Linked DNA regions of Zea mays: region 2 is linked to region 1. Evidence: chromatin contacts called from public Hi-C data. All regions are on one chromosome and are shown on one strand. The core of a region is the stretch at or near the end of the contact, and the rest is flanking DNA. Distances in the headings are between cores, read along the strand shown.

What was found. Hi-C and Micro-C count contacts between places; a contact is called where the count stands out from the background.
Region 2: a Hi-C map of root tip shows a contact between it and region 1, with 3 times the contacts expected there. The contact joins the enhancer-like site here to the promoter of LOC100194242 in region 1. A contact is called at or near these places in 2 of 25 Hi-C or Micro-C datasets (root tip and tassel).

What each region holds. Positions count from the first base shown.
Region 1 is chr3:192,979,695-192,985,248 of Zm-B73-REFERENCE-NAM-5.0, forward strand. LOC100194242 reads right to left here and starts at 2,563. Exons shown (of 2, transcript NM_001139283.1): 1 at 2,252-2,563.
Region 2 is chr3:193,129,650-193,136,158 of Zm-B73-REFERENCE-NAM-5.0, forward strand. It overlaps LOC100191243, which reads right to left. Exons shown (of 8, transcript NM_001136677.1): 2 at 1,146-1,509; 3 at 862-969; 4 at 563-700; 5 at 416-463. The coding sequence starts at 1,466. Among protein-coding and RNA genes, the nearest start is that of LOC100191243, 14 kb to the right of the region's middle. Within about 2 kb of position 2,007, at least 2 of the 20 cell types and tissues checked have an H3K27ac peak or open chromatin away from gene starts, as enhancers often do. A contact at or near this core is called in root tip, where this site is marked.

The DNA.
Region 1 (5,554 bases), core at 1,313-3,812:
TCGATGATGCATTTGGCGTAGGCGATCTGATGGAGTGAGATGGCGGAGGTGTCTTGGTGTACCTCGATTCCCATGTAAAGCGGCCTTCAGCCTGCATTTTAGCCTTGAACGCCTCCAACTCTTCTTCCTTGGTGTCGATGATCACCCAAGTCGTCAACATAGACGCCTATGAGTAAGGCATAGACTCCCTAGCCCTGTCGGTAGACAACAGCCTCATGAGCATGTTGTTGGAACCCCATCTGCTTGAGAGTGGAATCTAGTTTGGTGTTCCAAGCTCGTGGTGCCTGCTGCAGGCCATAGAGGGCCTTGCTTAGGTCGACAACCTTGTTCTCCTTGTCGAGGATGAGAATCCTGACTACTAGTAGGTGTAGACCTCCTTCAAGTCGACGCTGAGGAAGGCTGATTTGACATCCATGTGGTGGCACAACCCTCCTAAGCTGCCAACGCGAGGACACGGATGGATTGTCGCCACGCGACAGGTGCAAAGGCATCATCAAAATCAACTCCCTCCTGTTGAATGAACCCGTGCACCACCAGACACGCCTTGTGCTTAATCACCGCCCCGGACTCATTCTACTTGAGCATGAAGACCCACTTAAGGGTGATGATGTGATGGCCAGCAAGGTCAACCAACTCCCACATTTGGTTACTGCATTGCGGCGTGTCCCCCTATGCCTCACTGAAGGAGCGGGACTCGATGTCATCATGCGCCAGGTGTAGCTCCGCCTCTAAGTTGTAGTGCACCACTCTAGGGGTATACTACTCACTGAGATGTTGTCCATAGTGCGGTAGTGCAGAGGCTCATCGTCGTGGTAGGCGTCGATGCAACCCTCATCATTGGATAGTGGAGTGGCAAACAACGTGTGATGTTCATCGCGGACCAAAGTTGTTGACGTCGACCCCGAAGGTGTGGGCGTCGGTGCAGGACAATGAGGCGTGGCTGACGGTGTTGGTGGACAAACCAGGTGCTAGGGTAGGTGAGCCCGGTGAAGAAGAGTTACTCCCTCGAAGTGGATGTAGTCAACAACGAAGTCACTGATCATCGAAGTCAAGTTGTTGTCCACCATCATGACCCATACCCAGCCTCACCCTTTGTCGAACGCAATGTTGCACGTGATGTGCACGCGCTATGTCACAAGGTCGAAGATGCAGTAGGCCTTGACGCCGTCCACGTAGCCGATGAAGACTCTTAGCATACTCCGATCATCGAGCTTGTTGACATGGCTGAGCTCCCGATACATAGAAGTAAACTAAAATACTCAGGGGATCCAAAGATTCCTTTTGTAAACGGTCGATTTAAAGTGAATACATTTTTTGCCCAAACTTCAATCAGACTTTGATTATCTCGAAAAGATTGACCGTTAGTTCTTGAAATTCCTACTAAAAATATTTCAGTTCATTCAATGGATCTTTTTTATTGATACTGGCTTTTCAGGGAATCCAGATATCGCCCTATATGTGCTTACTTGCAATTTGACTAAAATTCTAGCGATAGTTATGAGGCTCCTACTCCTATGTTGGCACAAAACAGAAAGTGGATGTACCAGTTAATCGACTACTAGGGATGGTAAGGGCTCTAGATTTTACACTATAAAATTGAAGGATCGAATCGGGTTAGGATCGGGCTTTATTCCTACTCATTTTTTAACTAAAATTGATTAAGGGCCCTAACTTATTGTGAAGAAACGTTTGGATCGTGATCCATTACCACCCCTATTGACTACTGATCCTATGCGAATCAACTGGAATTTACTGGAAGCTAAATAGAAATAGGTTTTTTTGTAGCACTAGATTAAATTCAGCATCTGGCAAACCGCGGCTTTCGGTGTTCCTCTAACAATCGTATATAAAAAAACAAAAAAAAGGGAAAGAGGAAAGCAGACGGGCAACACGTCCTTGCGGGTTGGGCGGCGTGTGCTCAATCTCAGAAACAAACATTTCTCCTACCGCAATAGAAAGGGCGAGACGGCCTAATAAGATCCCAGAACTCAGTGCAAATCAAAGCTTACACACATTTCTTGAGGGTTTCCCTCTACTCCAGAAGAGCGGAGAAAGCAACTACTACAATGATACGGGAACGGCCATGAATGGATCTACAGACCGCACGTCCACCCATAACCCAATTCCACAACGACCCAATCCAATCGCTAGCATTTGGACAGTGAAGGGCGATCGATCGACCCAGGGCACGCATCAATCCACCGATAAAGAAAAGGGGCGGGAGCGCATCGGGGGGTAGGTCATTGAGTACCTGCTGCCAGGAGCGCCGTCGGGAAGAATAGAAGATGGGGTTGCGGGTGACGGGGTGAGTGACGAGGGGCGTGACACACCAGTACACCACAGGGCAGTGCGCCCGATCGGGCGCGGGCAGCGAGTAGTGAGTGATACGGCTGCTAGTCTAGTAGTCTCCTTCTCATCTCATATAATCCCACAGTATTGTTGCTGCTAACCCGGAGTGGCGCCGCTCGGCGTGTGTACTCAGCACTGCACGCTCACGGGCCCGCCGCCCGCGCGCCGTTGGGTTGTGGCGTGCTCGAAGCTTCGAGAGTTCGAGGCGGGCGTGGCACCTCCCGCACCGCACGGCCGGGCTGGGTCTCTTCATTTTAACCTTAAATTAGGCCTTGCTCGGTTTTATTAAAATTTATATGAATTAAAGGTTTATTAGACCTTCTTTGATTATTTCTGCATCACACGGACTGAAGGAATTGAAAACGTTAGTAGGGATTTTGACTTACTATATATTTAAACTCACTCAATCACACTTGTTGAACACCAAAATGAGCGGACGGTCCGGCCCATGGGCCCGGACGGTCCGCGTGTCCCGAGATTAGATTAACTCGGATGTTTATCCTTATCTCGTGTGTGGTTATCCATCTAATCACGTGTGAGTTTGTTGGCTATCTTTTAGGAAAAGGTTCAGACCTCCTCCCCTATAAATATAAAGGGGTACGGCCGATTGAGAACCCCCGAACACATTCCAATCGAACCAATTACCTTACTTACTTTTCCTGCCCTAGGAGTAGATGTAGCATAGTTCTAGTTGTAGACTTCCGCATATCCACCTCCACCCCTAGTCGACTCTACGTCGTCTAGATCTGTCTTGGGTGGCCTGCCGATCCCAAGACGACCCTAGGATCTCACCCCTCCTGGGGGGCAAGGTCTAGTTTTCCATCCAAGACCTCTTCCTCGATTTGATCTCTTAATTCCTAGGCGACTCCACGTCGTCTGGGGACGCCCCGGGTGACCTGTCGACCCGGAGCACTTTAAGATCTTTTCCCCCTAGGGGACGAGATCTAGATTCCAGCAAGGAGGAGGAAGACGACCCTGTCACCAGGTCGCGGACCATCCTGCCCAGAGCTGCGGACCGTCCGGTGTGACGCAGGGAAGACACCGCTCCTGCGCCCAGGTCACGGACCGTCCGGCCCAAGGCCGCGGACCGTCCGCGCCGTCGCAGAAGGCACTACCAGGCGATCCGGCGACCTATCGCAGGCCGCCACTACTGTTCATCTTGCGGAGCCGAACCCAAGGTGCCAAGTACCGCCAAGCGGTTCATTATTGTGTTTGGTGACCAAAAAGGCACCAACATACTTTTGGCGACTCCGCTGGGGAACGAGGTTGAAGATCTACAAAATCAGGCTTATATGGCCGATTCTAAAGATCTCAACAGGGCTTCTCCAAACAGCAGCACAAGGCTGACTAATTTATCGGCCGCTGAGCATAAAAGATTAAAAGATGACATGAAGAAAATAGATGAGGAGGTCCAACGACAAAAAGATCAGGTGCTCAAGGTGGCGGATAAATGGTTCCTCTCGCACTTCAGGGTGGATTGCCACCAGAAGACCGTCCAAGAAAGGGAAATAGACGCCGATTACATGTCATCCGTGCTGCAACAGCTCCCCACAATAGGTGATGTCAAGTCAGTCGATGATATTCCATCTATTAAAATTTCTTTTGATAATCGGATTAAAAGTATCACAGAGGATATAGAAAGGATGGCGCACGCATTAGGAAAAACTCACATGCCTAGTTTTTTATCACATAAATTAGGCGCCAAAACAATTGCGCCAAATATATCGGCAACAAAAGGGTTTTCCCAGCCATACTCTGGTATGCCGATGGACTCATATCCAGGACGACCGTCACCACCATCTTCGCTAAATGGTGAGTCAACTCTGAGCGCGGCCGGACCGTCCGCACACAATATCGGACCGTCCGGCCCTCCGTCAGACCGTCCGGCACCCTACGCCGGACAGTCCGGAGTTACACAGAGCCTACCACAAGGGTCACATGTGTTTCCTGACGTGACCGGATAGTCCGAGAATAGTACCGGACCGTCCGATCCATCCACAGACCGTCCGACTGCGCAGGTCGGACCGTCCGGAGCACCAGAAGTCACCTGTGATCCGCCTAGTGCGGAAGGCCGGCGTAAATATAACCGGCCACCCAAGCCCCAAGAACAAAAAAAGTCACACGTCCCTGAGCTTGTTTGGCCCACTAAGGCCAAACCTTCTGTTCGCTCTCACCCGCACTCGACACAAAAGGAAAAGGTTAAGTTCACATTTAATATTACTAAATGTGATAAAATATTTGATGAGTTGCTTAAACATGGTAATATTAAATTGTCACATGTAATTCCTCCGGTTGAACAATTAAAAGGGTGTGTTTATTGCAAATGGCATGGCTCCTTTCTCCATAACACCAAGAATTGTGTCGTCTTCCGTCGGCAAATACAATCGGCTATAAACGAAGGTCGGTTGAGGTTTCAAAAAGAGGTGAAAATTGACAGGTCACCTGTTCCTATCACCACATTAGAGCCAACGAGCAAAAAGGCCATAATTCGGCCTTGTGCGGCCGATAAAAGTAAAAATAAAAATATCGTCATTGGTAATCCTCGCACACCAAATATGTCACGCAGAATGGTTACTCTGAAGGCTCCGGACAAAAGAAAGACCGGAGGCACCGGGGGGCAAGCACGATCGGACACCCGATCACGGTCACCTGTTCTGTGTACGTCGAACGATCCAGGTACTAAGGCCGAACAGTCCGAGACAGGCGCGGACAGTCCGGCTATGATGGCCGGACGGTCCGCAGATGGTCAGAAGCAGCAACCTCAGACCATCGGACCACAACGTTCCAACACGAGTGTTAGGAAACAAAACACTACTAAGACGTCTGGACGGCTCAGTAGAGTCGGCCCTACTTTTGGTCAGTTGCTTGCCAAATATATGAAGAAGGCCGTTCCACACAACCGGCCAATAAAACAAACGAAGTCAAAAGGGCGACCTGTGCGAAAGCAAAAGCCGACTAAACGGACCCAAAGGGTAGCACAACCAAGATCGCCTTGTCATCCTCCTCCAGGGATAGCATGGTGCGTCCCGTTCTATCCATCGCCGATGTGTTGTCCTGCTCATGTGTGGGGTGGTGAGAGCACCTAGAGGGGGGGGTGAATAGGTGATCCTGTAAAACTTAAACTTATAGCCACAACAACTTGTTAAGTGTTAGCGCAATTATTGCCAAGTGGCTAGAGAGGAGTCTCAACAAAACACAATACCAC
Region 2 (6,509 bases), core at 757-3,256, 150 kb after region 1:
AACAACACATCAACAACAGCAAAAGCAACAGCAACAACAACAGTCTTTTAGTCCCGAACGAGATGGAGTAAGCTAGAGTTGAAACCTAATATAAACCACAAGTCAAGGTTCAAGCACGTAGTTAGCTATTTTCCATGTACTCCTATTCAACAGTATATTCCATCTTTTTTAGTCTCCTTTTACTGTCTTTTACCATATAAACTTCGATCTTTCCCTACCCTTATTTCCATTGCTATCACGTCTTAGGATCGCAATACACACTTATGACATTTCAAACAATCTCAACCGGTGTTTGACAAGCAGGTTTAGAACAACATATAATAAGAATAAAAAGCACAATACAATTCCTCAATTAGCATAAAAAATAACAATGGGTGATGCCAAATAAGGACATTGGAAAGCTAAGTGGATGCACCTTTATGAAGTCGCTAAAGCATGGATCCCAATCATTGATCCTGTAATTCTGAAGACCAAGAAGCAACAGAACAAAATTAGATATCCTAAGCAATTGCAGTACAACATAATATGAACACTAACAACATGAAGGAAGAATAGCTTTTACCAGTCTACGTAAACCACGGCCAGAATTTGGGACATAAGCATTGACCAAGTAAAAATCATCAAACTCCAAGGTAATAAGCCTGCCTTCCTGATCATGCTCTGGTATGCCAAGCCCATATTGAACTGAGATTGGTTGTACCTGTTAATGCATACAAAAGAACACGGAAAGTGAGGTTAGATATATACTATGTATCAACTGATAGTATTGGGTTCAGAAGATTTATTGCAATGCTGCTATCCACTGACTTTTTAGTCAGTACAAAAGGGAGATGCTGGGCATTAACCACAGGAAGAACATACCCGTGATATAACAGCAGTTCCTGAATAACCAAGCCTTGCAACACTGCATGACCAACAGGTGTAATCATATTCATGTACCAGGTTTTTAAAAAGGTCAACATTGCGCTCCTGAAAAGAGAATGGAAACCTGATCATGGCATTGGTATGTGTGCATCATAAAGAAAGATCACCATATCATGATATATTGGATTATTTAGAAACCCCATGTACACATCAAAGCATCCCACTGCCCAGGACGAAGCTGTATATGAGGGAGCAGCAATGGAAACACCAAAACAACTTGCCTCCAAGTGTGTCTCTTGAAGACATAAGACGTCAAAGTTCTCTCTGGCAACCAATTCATCTGCAGAAAACCCTGACTGTACAATAGCTTGCAGTCCATTAACGTTCCAGGACAGAATCTTCATAGAATTGGTATCAGTGCTAAGTGGTGGAGGCCTCATTGTCCTTGGATTATAAGCAATCCATTGTGGTCGTCTCTGTTTGTGGGTAAGGTGAGTCCAGGGCTCAGACTTCCATGCAGAGTGACGCATAGATGTGGAGCTCATGTTCGCTGCACACCACCTCTTGGCAGGGTAACCACGCTGAGAAGATGTGGAGTTCATGTTCACCACAATACGCTTGATTCCTGGAATCAGATAGACACGACTGCAGAAGGAGGAGTTCAGTACATTGGAACTGACAAGGCATGCAGATAAAAAAGAATGTAGATGACAGTTGATCAGAAAACACTGTAAATCTGCCATCAAGTGATTCTAAGCAGAAGAATCCCAAAGCAAAATGCCAACTTCATATACGGAACAAAGGTGTGCATATGCTACCCAGTTCACCATTGACCAAAAACAATCCCATAGATTAAATAAGAAAAAATAGTACTCAGGTGCACCTTTCTTCAGCCAAAGGTATGCATCCGTGGTGCAATAAAGTTAGAAGAACAGCTTATGGCAGCTTTGGGTGAAGCTAACTGTCGTAGCAAAAACACATGGGTACCAAAGGTACCTGCAAAAGAATTGCTAAGGGAGTGAGGAATGAACCATGGCACGTAGAGTATGTCTACCAGATCATGACATTATGAGCCTAGCACACAGATTTCTAGAGGTTCGAGTCACAGAGTGCGAATACCCTATGTCTTGCTGATGATGGATGTGTACAAAGTTACAAGCCTCAAGCCAGAGAGGGGAAAACTTCTACCAAGAGGAAGGATAGACAAGTCAAGCTAGACTAACTTCTCCTATAACCAATTGGCAGGATTGCTTTCTTGACTTGAATTCGGTGGATCCTAGGACGTGAGGGGCCTCAAAGGCTATTATGCCAGATGTCCCGAGGCGCAAGGGGAACTGGGGGCTTATACTGTTCGATGTCCTGGGGCGTAAGGGGCCCCGAAGGCTTTATACTGGTAGATGCCCCGAGGCATGAGAGGCCCCGAGGGCTTATACTGCTAGGCACCCTGGGCACGAGGAACCCAAGGCTTCTGCATGCCACGTCATGTGGTCTATCAAACTTAGTCAGTGTCACCCTTGCATGAGCCTTAGTTACTGCCGAAGTTCTTCATTACCTGTGGAGGCCTCCTGATATAGAGTTCGAGAATAATGCCCTTCTATTGTGGGTCCAAGAGTAGTAATTGAAAATCTTGATTTAACTAAAACAGGTAACCTAGTTGGGGATGTATCTCAAGGAGAATATATAATAAGGGGTGGTCAGGTAAAAAGGTTACACAACCTATCTTTGAGGGCTCTGGATTGGAGATAGCAGAAAGTTGGGCGTTTAGGGGAGGCAATTTATATTCAGGTATCTCTGCAGTTTTCAAGAGAGGATGAAATAGCAAGTTTGGAATCAACAACTGGAATTGAATGCTCAACAGGTGAAGAACATGCAAAAGGGGTGACCAATGTGGACAACTTTTTTTTGAATGTAAGTTAGCGTAGGGGAGGTCCCTACAATATTTATATTGAATAGTAAATATTTACATGGGGGAAATGTTAATCGTAAAGAAGTTGGTGGGTGGGGCAGATTACAATTGGTCTAGCCAAAGCCTAACAGGATTTGCTAATGACGATTTCAATTTGTGACTTATGAGTAACATCTCCTGAGTAAACAGGGACTTGCATCTTGTTATTGTGGGCGGAATGCTTTCAAAGATCCACCCATTCCTGATCTTCCATATGCAACAAAGCATTGTTATGTTTGATTCCCTGACCATGGCACTTTCTGTCTTTTGATCCTGCTAACAGCAGTGTGCGGATTTGAGGGAAGGGACGCCATAATCCCAAGAAGTTCCCAACACCTTTTTTTGCAAAGTTGCGTCGTAGGAATAGATGAGACAAGGTTTCATCCTTCTACAAGATGCAGTTTTCACACTTATATGAGTCTAACTCCATCTGTCTTCGGCGAAGCATGTCTTTGGTGTTCAAACGACCTTTCAAGAATAGCCAGAAGAAGAATTTTTGTTTGGCTTGACATTTGGAGTTCCACAACCAAAGGAATACTGGATGAACCTGCATGTATCCCATGAAATGTTTGTACGCCTTACTGAAAGGGAAATAGGGTCAAACCTTTTCCTAAATGATTTTTGTGATTGAATTGCCCAACACAAATAATTGGACTAACTAGTTTGCTCTAGATTTTAAGTTCTACAGGTACCAAAGGTTCAACACAAACCAATAAAAAGTCCAAGAAATGGTTCAAATAAAAAGGAGCAAAACCAACCGAAGGCTGCCCTGGTCTGGCGCACCGGACAAGTGTCCGGTGCACCAGGAAGATCAACTCTGAACTGCTCAGCTTCGGGTTTTTGGGAGCCAGTCCGCTATAATTCACCGGACTGTCCGGTGTGCCAAGCGGAGCAACGGTCGCCAGCGCAACGGTCGAGTTCAACGGTCGGCTGACAACGCTACAGTGCGCGGACAGTTCGCGCAGAGTCAGAGCAGGCGCCAGAAGGCGCACCGGACAGTGAACAGTACCTGTCCGGTGCACCATCGGACTGTCCGGTGGCCCCACCTGTCAGAGCTCCAACGGTCGAACCCTAACGGTTGGGTGACGTGGCTGGCGCACCGGACTGTCCGGTGCGCCCATCGACAGCAGCCCCTCCCAACGGTCATTTTGGTGGTTGGGGCTATAAATACCTCCAACCACCACACTTCAAGGCATCCAAGTTTTCAGCCAGCACATTCAATACAAGAGCTCTAGACTTCACTCCAAGACACAAAAGCAAAGATCAAATCCTCTCCAAGTCTCAAACACATTCCAAAGATTTAGTGGCTTGTGAGAGAGACATTTGTGTTCATTTGAGTTCTTGTCTCTTGGATCGCTTTTCTTCTTCCCCATTCTTGTTTCTAAGACATTTGTAATCAAAGCAAGAGACACCAATTGTGTGGTGGTCCTTGTGGGGACTAAGTGTCCCAATTGATTGAGGAGAAAAGCTCACTCGGTCTAGGTGACCGTTTGAAAGAGGGAAAGGGTTGAAAGAGACCCGGTCTTTGTGACCACCTCAACGGGGAGTAGGTTTGCAAGAACCGAACCTCGGTAAAACAAATCACCGTGTCACACTCTTCATTTGCTTGTGATTTGTTTTCGCCCTCTCTTTCGGACTCGCTTTTATTTCTAACGCTAACCCCGGCTTGTAGTGATGCTTAAAGTTTATAAATTTCAGATTTGCCTATTCACCCCCCCCCTCTAGGCGACTTTCACTTATAGGATGAGTAGTGTTGGCTTCCCCATATGTACTTTCACTTATCGTTGTGGTCGAAATTTCAGGGTTCTTGTAACATAGGGAGCAAACACAGATACTGTTGACATGCTTCTTGTGATAACAGAAGATGAAACATCTCATGAGTGGATTGTAGGGCCCTGGCTTGGAGAAGAGTGATGTTCGTATTGGCCACAAAGAGAATAATTCAGGGTATAACTGAGAAGTAGTTGGTCCTTCCATAAATCATGCCATACCTGGACAGAACTCCCATTCCCTGCAACAACCTTCGAGACTCCTTTAAAGGAGGTTAGTGTCTTCTGGATTCCCAATGTGGACAACTCAAATGGGGGAGATTCAGTTAACACAGAAAGGGCCTGCCAGCAAGTCTATGGAAATACAAGGACAAACAAATGTTCACCCGGAAGAAAAGAGACAGATAACAGGGTTTTGATAGGGAAAGAGGGGGTTTTATAACGAGAACCAAAAGGGGCAGCTCCGGATTAAGCAGGGAACACAAAATATTGAGTTAACATGAATGTCCATGAGCTAGCACCAGTTGATAGACAAGGTCGTTGATAACCTCCCGAAATGGAAGGTCTCTCTGATGAATCGAGCAGGAAGACTCACAAAAACATCAGTTCATACATTTGTCTACCTTCTGCTGGGGCTAGTGGAGGTATCCTTGTGGCTTGGAGAAGACATGTTGGGGTTTCAGGCCAGAAAAGACAGGACACTCACAGTGTCTCAGTTCAGTTTTGCAGTGAAGATAGAAGTGCGTGGTGGCTTACTTGTGTGTATGGCCCTCCAAGAAATAATGAAAAGGATAGTTTTTTACAAGAACTCAGAGATATTAGAACTGCTTGCCCTGGACCTTGGATGATAGCTGGAGACTTCAACCTCATTTTTAAGGACTCTGATAAGAATAATGCAAATCTGAATAGAGTCATGATGAGAAGGTTTAGAGGGCTGATCGAGGATCTTGCTCTTAAAGAAATTCCTTTGCATGGGAGGAAATTTACTTGGTACAACCATCAAGAGACACTTGTTCTAGTCAAGCTAGACCGTGTTCTTTGTTCAGTTGACTGGGAACTGCTCTTCCCCAATGTTTTACTTCAAAGTGCTGCTTCCCAGGATTCTGACCATTGCCCCTTGCTTTTGGGGCTTAGGGATAATAAATCTGGAAAACGAAGGTTTCACTTCGAATCCTTTTGGACCAAGTTGGATGGTTTTCAGGAGGTTGTTCATTCTGGATGGAATGCAGTGATACCGGTCCCTTGCCCCTTTAAAACTGTAGAATTGAAGCTCAAAGAAACCGCCAAAAGGTTGCAGGCTTGGAGCGAAAAGAAGGTTGGTCACGTGCATTCTCAACTTGCTTTGACCAAAGAAGTTCTCCACAGACTTGAAATGGCTCAGGATTTTAGAGTGCTCATTCAGGCTGAGATTTGGCTCAAAAACCGGCTGAAGAAGCAAGCTTTACTGCTTTCCTCTCTCAAGCGCACCATGGCTAGGCTCAGATCTAGAATCTCCTGGTTAAAGGAGGGAGATGCTAATACAAAACTGTTTCACCTTCATGCTCGTCATCGCAAGAGGAAGAATTTTGTGGCTAGGCTGGTGGATGGGGACTATACCCTAACAAGTCATGTTGAAAAGGCTGCTTGTGTGGATCGCTTCTATACCAACCTTATTGGAAAATGTGTTGATCGTGATAGGGTGATTGATCTCGAAGCCCTGGGATTGCCTTCTTTTGAGCTGTCTGAGCTTGATGCCCCCTTTTCTGAGCAAGAAGTGGAGGATATCATTAAAAGGATCCCTGCTGACGAGGCCCCTGGGCCTGATGGTTCTACTGGTCGCTTTTACAAGGTATGCTGGCCTATTATAAAAGTTGATATGATGGCTGCAATCTCCGCTATTTGGGGTAGGAAGTTTGATAATTTTGGGCGCCTTAATTCTGCATATATAACCA